Linked DNA regions of Hordeum vulgare: region 2 is linked to region 1. A link is a contact called in public Hi-C data. All regions are on one chromosome and are shown on one strand. The core of a region is the stretch at or near the end of the contact, and the rest is flanking DNA. Distances in the headings are between cores, read along the strand shown. Region 1 holds the start of LOC123400179 (mediator of RNA polymerase II transcription subunit 4). Region 2 holds the start of LOC123400185 (la-related protein 1B-like).

Evidence for each region. Hi-C and Micro-C count contacts between places; a contact is called where the count stands out from the background.
Region 2: a contact with region 1 is called in a Hi-C map of seedling, with 4 times the contacts expected there. The contact joins the promoter of LOC123400185 here to the promoter of LOC123400179 in region 1. A contact is called at or near these places in 5 of 6 Hi-C or Micro-C datasets (leaf, seedling and an unstated tissue) and 1 of 1 datasets of contacts at active chromatin or transcription factors (embryo).

The regions. Positions count from the first base shown.
Region 1 is chr5H:505,146,183-505,150,180 of MorexV3_pseudomolecules_assembly, forward strand. It overlaps LOC123400179 (mediator of RNA polymerase II transcription subunit 4), which reads right to left and starts at 1,503. Exons shown (of 1, transcript XM_045094599.1): 1 at 58-1,503. The coding sequence starts at 1,471. The coding sequence ends at 224. LOC123400180 (histone-binding protein MSI1 homolog) reads left to right here and starts at 1,734. Exons shown (of 5, transcript XM_045094600.1): 1 at 1,734-2,426. The coding sequence starts at 1,794.
Region 2 is chr5H:505,301,017-505,305,390 of MorexV3_pseudomolecules_assembly, forward strand. LOC123400185 (la-related protein 1B-like) reads right to left here and starts at 1,936. Exons shown (of 7, transcript XM_045094603.1): 1 at 1,499-1,936; 2 at 593-1,355; 3 at 349-505; 4 at 179-269. The coding sequence starts at 1,813.

The sequences.
Region 1 (3,998 bases), core at 253-2,752:
ATTGAACATTTAGACTGGCTGCATTTATCAGAAAAAGTGATCTAGTGACTGCTGTACTAAACCAGCACAAATTTAAGTCAAATCTATTATCGAATAGATTTTGTGTTTGCAGTAGTTTGAACAGACAAGCACATGACATAATACTAGCCAAAGCTTACACTAAAATGAGCTACACTGGATATGGAAACACACAAATGACGAAATGGTCGAGCTTACAAAAGCATTAGTCCTCATCGTCTTCATCTGAGCTCCCGACGTCGCTACTGTACTCATCGCTGCTAGAACTGATTTCAAGGTTCACAGCCGCGACCTGTATTGGCTCTTGGGCCCTTGGCACCATTGGTTGCACCCCAACAGGAATTGGTACACTGGGTCGTTGTTCATCAGGCTTGACAGCAGGAATGATGCCACCCAGCTCGATCGGGTCCCCAGGCTTCCATCCAGGTGGTGGCATTGGAAAAGCAGGAAGCAGAGCAGGCAAACCTTTCTGCCACCCTGGTGGCACCGTGATTGGTAGCATAGATGGCCGCGGAGGCTCTTCCTCCGGTAGCTCGAACAGCGGCATGGACTCCATCTCTGCTGTGAGCCCCTCCTTGGTTTCCAGGGGTTTCTTGGGCACCCCAACATCCAAATCAGCAAACTGATACAGCTGCGACATCCGCAGCTCGTTATCCTGTGGCGCAGGCGGCAATGCACCCCTCAGAGGCAGCCCAGCACCATGCTCCGGCGGCGCAAAAGTCGTGTAGCTTATGCGATGCGCATAGGTCAAGATGTCGTCCAGCTTGAGCTTGGAGTGGAGGGACGCGCCGAAGTCGCCCTGCGACACCGGCTCGGGCTCGTCGACAGCCGCTGCGCCACGCGGGCGCTTGGGATCGCGGCGGTAGTCGGCGTAGTCGTCGACGAGGCGGTCAAGCACGTGGTGGGCCTCACGCAGCTTCTTCGCGAAGGCGAGCAGCGAAGCATCCTTGGCGCGCGCCTCGCGAGCGAGCTTGGCGCGCGCGTCCTGCAGGTCGAGGGTCTCCTGCAGCTCGGCGACGGTCTCGAAGAGCTGCGTCTGGAGGGAGGTGAGCATCGACATCGCCTCCTTGGTGGTGGAGACGGGGGCCGGCAGCGGCGTAGGCGCCGCGGAAGCCGACGACGACGCGAGGAAGTTGGGGAGGGAGCCCCTGTACGACGAGATCCAGGCGGCGCGGTTGGGCGAGAGCTCGAAGAGGTTGGAGGCGAGGGAGGAGATGAGGTGGAGCAGCGACTGCGCGCGCGGGAGCGGCGGCAGGAGCGGGAGCAGCGCCGGCGAGGTGGTTAGGGTTGGGACCGCGGCTCCGGCTCCGGCTGCAGCCGCCGCCGCGCTCGCGGACGGCGGGTTGGCCTGCGGCGGCGACGAGGTGGGGTTTGCGGGAGACTGGTTGGGCGGGAGCGACGGCGACGAGGCTGTCACGCCTAGCCTCGCCGGCGACGGCATGTGCTGCATCATCGCGGCGGCGGGGGCGGCGGATTGAGGAATCCAATGCGAGGACCAGAAGCTCGTAGACTAGCCGGGCTATTAGGCAGTGGGATCCTGGGCCTGACATGAATCTGGGCTTCATGACTTTTTTTTTTGAGGGAGATCTGGGCTTGATGACTTTTCTTTGAGAGATCTGGGCTTGATGACTTGCATATAGTTAGGCTTTGCAGCCCAACAAGCCCATCAGATCCGCAATAAAACCTCGCGTTGAAACCCTCGGCGTCCTCACCACCGATCATTTTGGCGGGAGACAGTTCGCCGCCTCCACTTTCCCGCGCAGAGCAAATCAGCAATGGACGGCGGCTCCTCCTTCCAGGCCGTCGCGGCCGCCGCGGCCGCCGCCGACGCGGAGATGGAGGAGTACCTCAACTGGAAGAAGAACACGCCGGTGCTCTACGACCTCGTCATGTCGCACCCGCTCGAGTGGCCCTCGCTCACCGTCCAGTGGTTCCCCTCGGGGTCGCCGGCCGCCGCCCGCTCCCACCGCCTCGTCCTCGGCACCCACGCCTCCGACGACTCCCCCAACCACCTCATGCTCGTCGACGCCGTCCTCCCGCTCCCGCCGCGCCTGGCCGCGGCGGCGGCCGCCGAGGGCCGCGCCGTCCCGGCCCCGTCCGTGTCCATCGGCCGCTCGGCGCCGCATCAGGGCGAGGTTAATCGCGCCCGGTGCATGCCGCAGCAGCCATATACAGTGGCCACCAAGACTTGCGTCGATGAGGTGCACGTGTACCACCTCGGGGACGACGGCGAGAAGCGGGGCGCGGATGTCGTGCTCAGGGGTCATGGCGCGGAGGGGTATGGGCTGGCTTGGAGCGCGAGGAAGGAGGGGTTCCTGCTGAGTGGCTCGTATGATAAGAAGATCTGCCTGTGGGATCTCAAGGCCGGGAATGGAGCCCCGGTTCTGGACGCGCAACAGGTGTTTGCGGTAATGTCCCAACAGATGCTCCTGTGCTGTTTCCTGTTCCCCACATTTATATTGTTTCTCATGTACTATATGATTGTACGTATTATGCATGTTAGGTTCGCAACCTTTGAGTAATACGTAGTATATACTGTGATGTTAGTAGTAGTAGCTACCACTGGAAGCAGAACTGATTAAACACTTCTGTATCATAAGAAGTGCGGATACCCGAAGCAATCGGCTCAAAATCATAACAATGCCAAGAAACCAAGCACAAATTATGCTGCCCTTCGTTTTCCATTACCCGGAGTACATTCAGTTGAAGTCGCTGAATGTGAAAAGATAATATAATGAAATCCAACCGAAAGTCCCTGAAAGGATGAGCACATTCAGTGTCTACAAACCTGATATATTGGAACTTCCCCTGATACACACAATTCTTTCATATCTGGTGGCTAACCAGGCTAGATACATCAATCTTGCACAGGAACGTTTTGTATTTTCTTCACTTTTCAGGCGTATTGGCAACACGATTTGTCTGATTTGATTTTCTAAATAGCAATTTGTGTTGCGCAAGAGATGTGCTCCTTCTGTTATTATTCATAATTCATTTGGACACAAAGAAGTGTTGTCTTCTGACATCAGGTTAACCAACCCTTGAGATAACATGAGAACACATAATAGCAATAAAAGCTCTATGGTTCTTCTTAAGCAATTAAAACAAAATATCATCACCTTGGTTGCCAGTTTGCCAGCACAATCCATCACTTCTTTATGGTGCTTTACTTTGAAGATTGGACTTAAAATAAACTTGTTCGCTGGTTGCCGTGGTTTCATACTATGAAAATTAATGTTTAGCCAGTTCTTTTGGGGCTTATGGATATCTGTGGAAATAAGCTGCCCCCTCCTCAACCTACTATTTGACCCTCAATTAGTAGACTTCTAAAATAAAATTTTATGTTCGGCTTCTAGAATAGGCCGGGGAAGGGGCAGTTTATTTCCACAGCCAGCCATAAGCCTGAAAAGAACTGGCCCTCAGCTGGATAGTGAAAACATAGTTTTTATTATTTGGAAAGACTTGCTGAGTTGAGTACCTGCTTTAAAAAATAATAATGCAGAGGCTGGAGACCTTTTTCCTTTTTTTTGCAAGTAGCTGGTGAACATTGCGTCATTTGCCTAGCATGCTAATATTGCTACAGTCGTACTTCATTTTTTCTTTCAAATAAAATGAGCTTCTTGGCCCTAGATCACCCCCAACCACAAGCCTTATAGTTCAGGACCTAGCTTACACAAAAAATACTAGAGAAGCTGACACTAAAATGACAGTTTCAGAAACCATCATTACAAATTACTCAAAGTTAACACTTCAGCCTTCATAAGACCTGTGGATACCCGAAGCACTCAACTCATAACTCATAAGTCAGAACATTGCCAAGAAATCAACCATGAATTATGTCGTCCTTCGTTTTCCATACCCACATCACTATATGTGAAAGGATAATATGATGAAATGCAACTTAATCTCCCCGAATGGATGAGCAAATTTAGTCGAAGTCACCACTTCATTCACTGTTTTGTCTACTGTCTGCAAACCTA
Region 2 (4,374 bases), core at 686-3,185, 160 kb after region 1:
TGTACCAAGTAAATTTCCAAGTTCCGATCTTGCAACATAAGTTATCTAATATGTGAAAGTACAATCAGCAGAGGTATCACACTAGCGTTAAACCTGTCAGGAGAGATTTAGAACAACAGAAAGGCTACATCCTGAACTGACATGAAAAAAGGAACCAAATGAGAATTAAAAGACAGACCATAGGGAATCCAGCGATTAAGTCAATAGGTACCCATCCTTGATCATCCATACGTTCTCTCAAGTATGTGTCGTGGCAAAGATTATTAGTGCTAACAAAAAAAAAGCAAAACAAACAATTAGCATAAAAACAACAATAACTTCTCAAGAATTATGAAGTAGATTCACTACCTAAAATAGTGCTCAATCTGCAGCTGGATATCATTTTGGAGTTTTATTTGATCTTGCTGAAGCGCCAAAGGCTGCATTGGCGGTCGGATAAGATGCATGTTCTGAAACTGCTGCTCAACTTGTGTGACATAGTAAGGATAGGAGACCTGTAAATCAGCTGCATATTTACACACTAACCACGTTACAAAAGAGATAAGAATTGATAGTAAAGGTCTAAAGGATGACACAGGATGAATTAACTTACAGGGGTACGCAATGGGTTGCACATATGACACGAAAGGTGGCATCATAAAATGGGCAGCAGCAGGTGATTGCGGCGGCGGCCGTTGAAATGGTCCAGGCTGGTAATAGCCCTGCTGCTGCGGCATTGGCAATGCTCGGGAATAGTTCCTTGGCGAGAAATTACTCCCTCTTTCGTGGTCACGACGATTCCGACCGCCACGACCACCAAAGCCGTTGTTGTTACCACTACCATGTCGGGCATTATTGTTCCAGTGGCCGCTGCCACTACCGCCGTTATATCTGTATCCCCCATCACCACTCCCGGTGGCATTGTTATAGCTACCACCACCACCACCACCACCACCACGACCGTTGCCATTCCAATTGTTACCGCCAAACACCCTCCTATTATGGTCAACACCACTGCCACCAATGGCGCCGCTATGAACACCAGAGTTCAAGTTGCTGCCACCACTAAGACCCCCATCGTTCCAGTTACCATCACCACCACTACTGCTGTTTCCATCACTGCTATAATTACCGGTGCTCTGGCTATGAGTACTCACATTGCCACCGCCGCCCCCTCCACTGTTACCACCGTTACCGCCACCATGCCGAACTAAAATTGGCTGGCTAGTGCTGCCGTTCCGCGGCGACGAGGCCGTGGTGGTGGTGGCACTGGGAGTATGAGAGGTTGAGGCAGGGCCTGGGCTTGTGCTTGGGGCAGTAGAGATCGGAGTAGAAACCCGCTGTGGCTGCTGCGGCGGCGGCACAATCGAATCCTCCTGATTACATCCACAGATTCATTCATCAGACACCAAAAAATTCATCAGGCAGTGCTGGGAAGAAAAAAACTGAACACGAGAAGCGGTTTCCCAGATGCATCAGCACAGTACACGTGTGAAACTTGATGGGGGGATTCAGTTACCGGGGCGGAGGGGGCGGAGCCATCGGAGAGGGAGTCCGAGGAGGCGGACTTGGGCCAGGCCCGCGCAGCCGAGTCCGCGAGCGCCGGCCAGGACTCGTCGCCGCCCATGATGCCGCCGGCGGCGGGGGGCGGCGGCGGCGGCACGTTCCACGCCGTCTTCCTCGCCGCCGCATTGCCGGGATCGGCCCCCTCGGCCGGATCGCGCGGGTTCTCCCGTGACGGTGCCTGGGGCGGCGGCGCGGCGATCGCCGCCGGCGCCAGGGCGGCGCTGGCCGCCGGTTGCGTGGGCGCGGCGCCTCCAGCGGCCGGCGACATGGCGGGGCAGGGGCGGCGGTGGACCGGAGGAGGGGTTTTGGACCGCGATTTAATCGGGAACGGAGGAGACGAGGAGGCTGGGTGGAGAGGAGTGGGGGGAGGGAGTAGAGAGAGGTGGGGGTGGAGAAGGAATGGAACCGGAGCGGAGGGGAGGGGCGGCGGCGGTGGAGGGGTTTGGTGGGAAATTCTAGGGCAACTGGCGGGGCATTTCCGGGAAAGCCACGCCCCTCGCTCAGCCTCAGGACAGAATGATTTTGTTGTGCGTATTTCCCAACTGTCGCCGCTGCTAAACAGACAATGGCCGTGTTATTAGGCTGACACATCACACATGCTGGTAGTGCTAGATTGCTTTATTCGCTTCTAAATAAATTTTAAAAATGAGGGACCGTTTTTTTATTTTACTTGTGATAAACGAGAAATTATAATTAGTAGCAGCATGGAAGAGGAGGAGGAGGAGGGCCGTACGTGCATAGGACATGTGTGCGATTTATCAGCGGCGTGGCGCGCTTTGCATGACCACCCAGCTAGCTAGCTAGCGACTCTTCACTGGGCACAGTGGTTAACTGGTCCAGGCTTCGGACCAGGAGATCGTCTCGTCTCCACGCGCTAAACAGTACGGCCGCGTTGTTCGACTCTGTGTTTTGTACGTACGTACGTGAGCAGTGAGCAGCGGGGCGACGTCCACCAGCTGCCGTTTCGTCCCACCGTACGTGTTTGACCATGAATTTTGTTTCTCTATGCGCGCCATTAACCAGCAGCTCAAGACCAGGCGTCACTGTTCCGGCGGGAGAAGCTAGGTAGGACCACATCGCCGCCCGGCGCCGTAAATAAAGTAAAGAAGCTGACTGTAAACCAGTGGAGTAGTTTCCGGACGAACAAAACCAGAAGGAAATTAACTGTCACCGGCGTGGTGACTGGCAAGTGAGACGTGATAGATTGAACTCCGTGTTGGCACGACTACTTGTTGACACGACCCATGCTGTTGGGTCAAGGCATCGAGGCAATCGCTGCAAACGCGTCCATCCGTCCAGTGAATGCGGTTTACCAGCCAGCAGCAGGTTCCTTGCGGTTTCCCCCGTGTCTCCTGGAGGCCGCCAGCCAGCAAATTCCGTTTCTTTTCTCCGGGAGCTGGAAAATGGACACGGGCTGGCTCGGGCAGGAAGGAAATTGCAGCTGCGGACGCGTACACGATGGCTTGCAGATTTGAAGATCTCCCGGTGCACGTTTGCGCCGTCGATCGATCCCTGGTTCGTGCGTGCGTGCGGGCGTGCATAAATCTATCTACGTGCCTTTTCGCTGCCGAAAGGAAGGAGGAGATGCCCGGACCGCAGGGAAATCGGGTCAACAAAACTACAAAGGCACTAGCAGTTGGGCTCGATCTGATTCCGGCGCACATTGACCAGCGGTATCATACGCTTGCACATGCACGTAGCTACTCCCTCCGTTCTTAAATATAAGTCTTTTAAGAGGTTTCACTAAAAAGACTACATACAGATGTATATAGACATAATTTAGAATATAGATTCATTCATTTTGCTTCGTATGTAGCCCTCTAATGAAATGTCTAAAAAGACTTATATTTAGAAAGGGAGTAGTTTTCTTTGACATCTGCGCTAGCCTTCAGCTGGTTCCAATTTTTGAATACAAAATCGCTGTCTGGCCCGATCTTGTTTTTTTTTACCCGGTCTTGTTTCACCAACACCGAGGGCAGGACCAGCGCGTACGTGTGGCAGAAGGTGATTCCAGGTCGGTCCATGCATGCATGCAGGCAGGCTCGTCTCACGCTGCCACGTACCGTAAAAAGAGGCCGTAATCCGGGCCGGGGCGTAGTAGCTAGGTTCCAAGTTGGCACGAATGTCGTCTAGGGCGGCAACGAGGCAGCCGTTGCACGCACAGCACTGCCCGGCCAGCAACAGGTTCCCCGCTGTTTCGTCCGTGTCTGTCCCCTTGCTTGCCGCCGGTAGACATTTGTTTTCTTCACGAACCTGGACACCAGCCGGTAGAAAAGGCCAGGAATTACTCTACGTACGTACGTACGTAGATGGATCGATTCGAATTTTGTTCGATTCGTTGGTGGATACGCACAAGCTCAACTGGGTCGGTCGTGCGTGCGTGCGTGAAGCCGAAGCCTGCTTTTGAAGTGCGTCTGGGGAAAGGGAAGGGGGGAAGAAAGAAAGAAAGAAAGAAACGGTCCTCGTAAAGGCCACCGAGTCGGTCGGGGCGGGTCAACAAAGGTGGTTGGATTCGATCTGATTCAGAGCCCCCGGGTGGAGGCGCCGCTCTGTCTTGATCTCGACGCTCTTTTCAGGCGGCGACGGCGTGCCGGGTGCGCGCGCGCGCGCGCTGCGCCTTTCAGTTCGCTCAGCATCCTTCGTCACTTCTTCCCATGTAACGAACGGACGGACGGACGGGTCGCGCGTGGCGTGGGCGTGTGTGTCGCACGAGCACGGCCGACCGGGGAACTCGCTTTGGTTGACCATGCATCCACGCCCCATGGATTCCTACCAACGATTTCTTCGTTAGCTGTACGTTTTCTCTGGTCAAAAGGCGGCCGCAGTGTC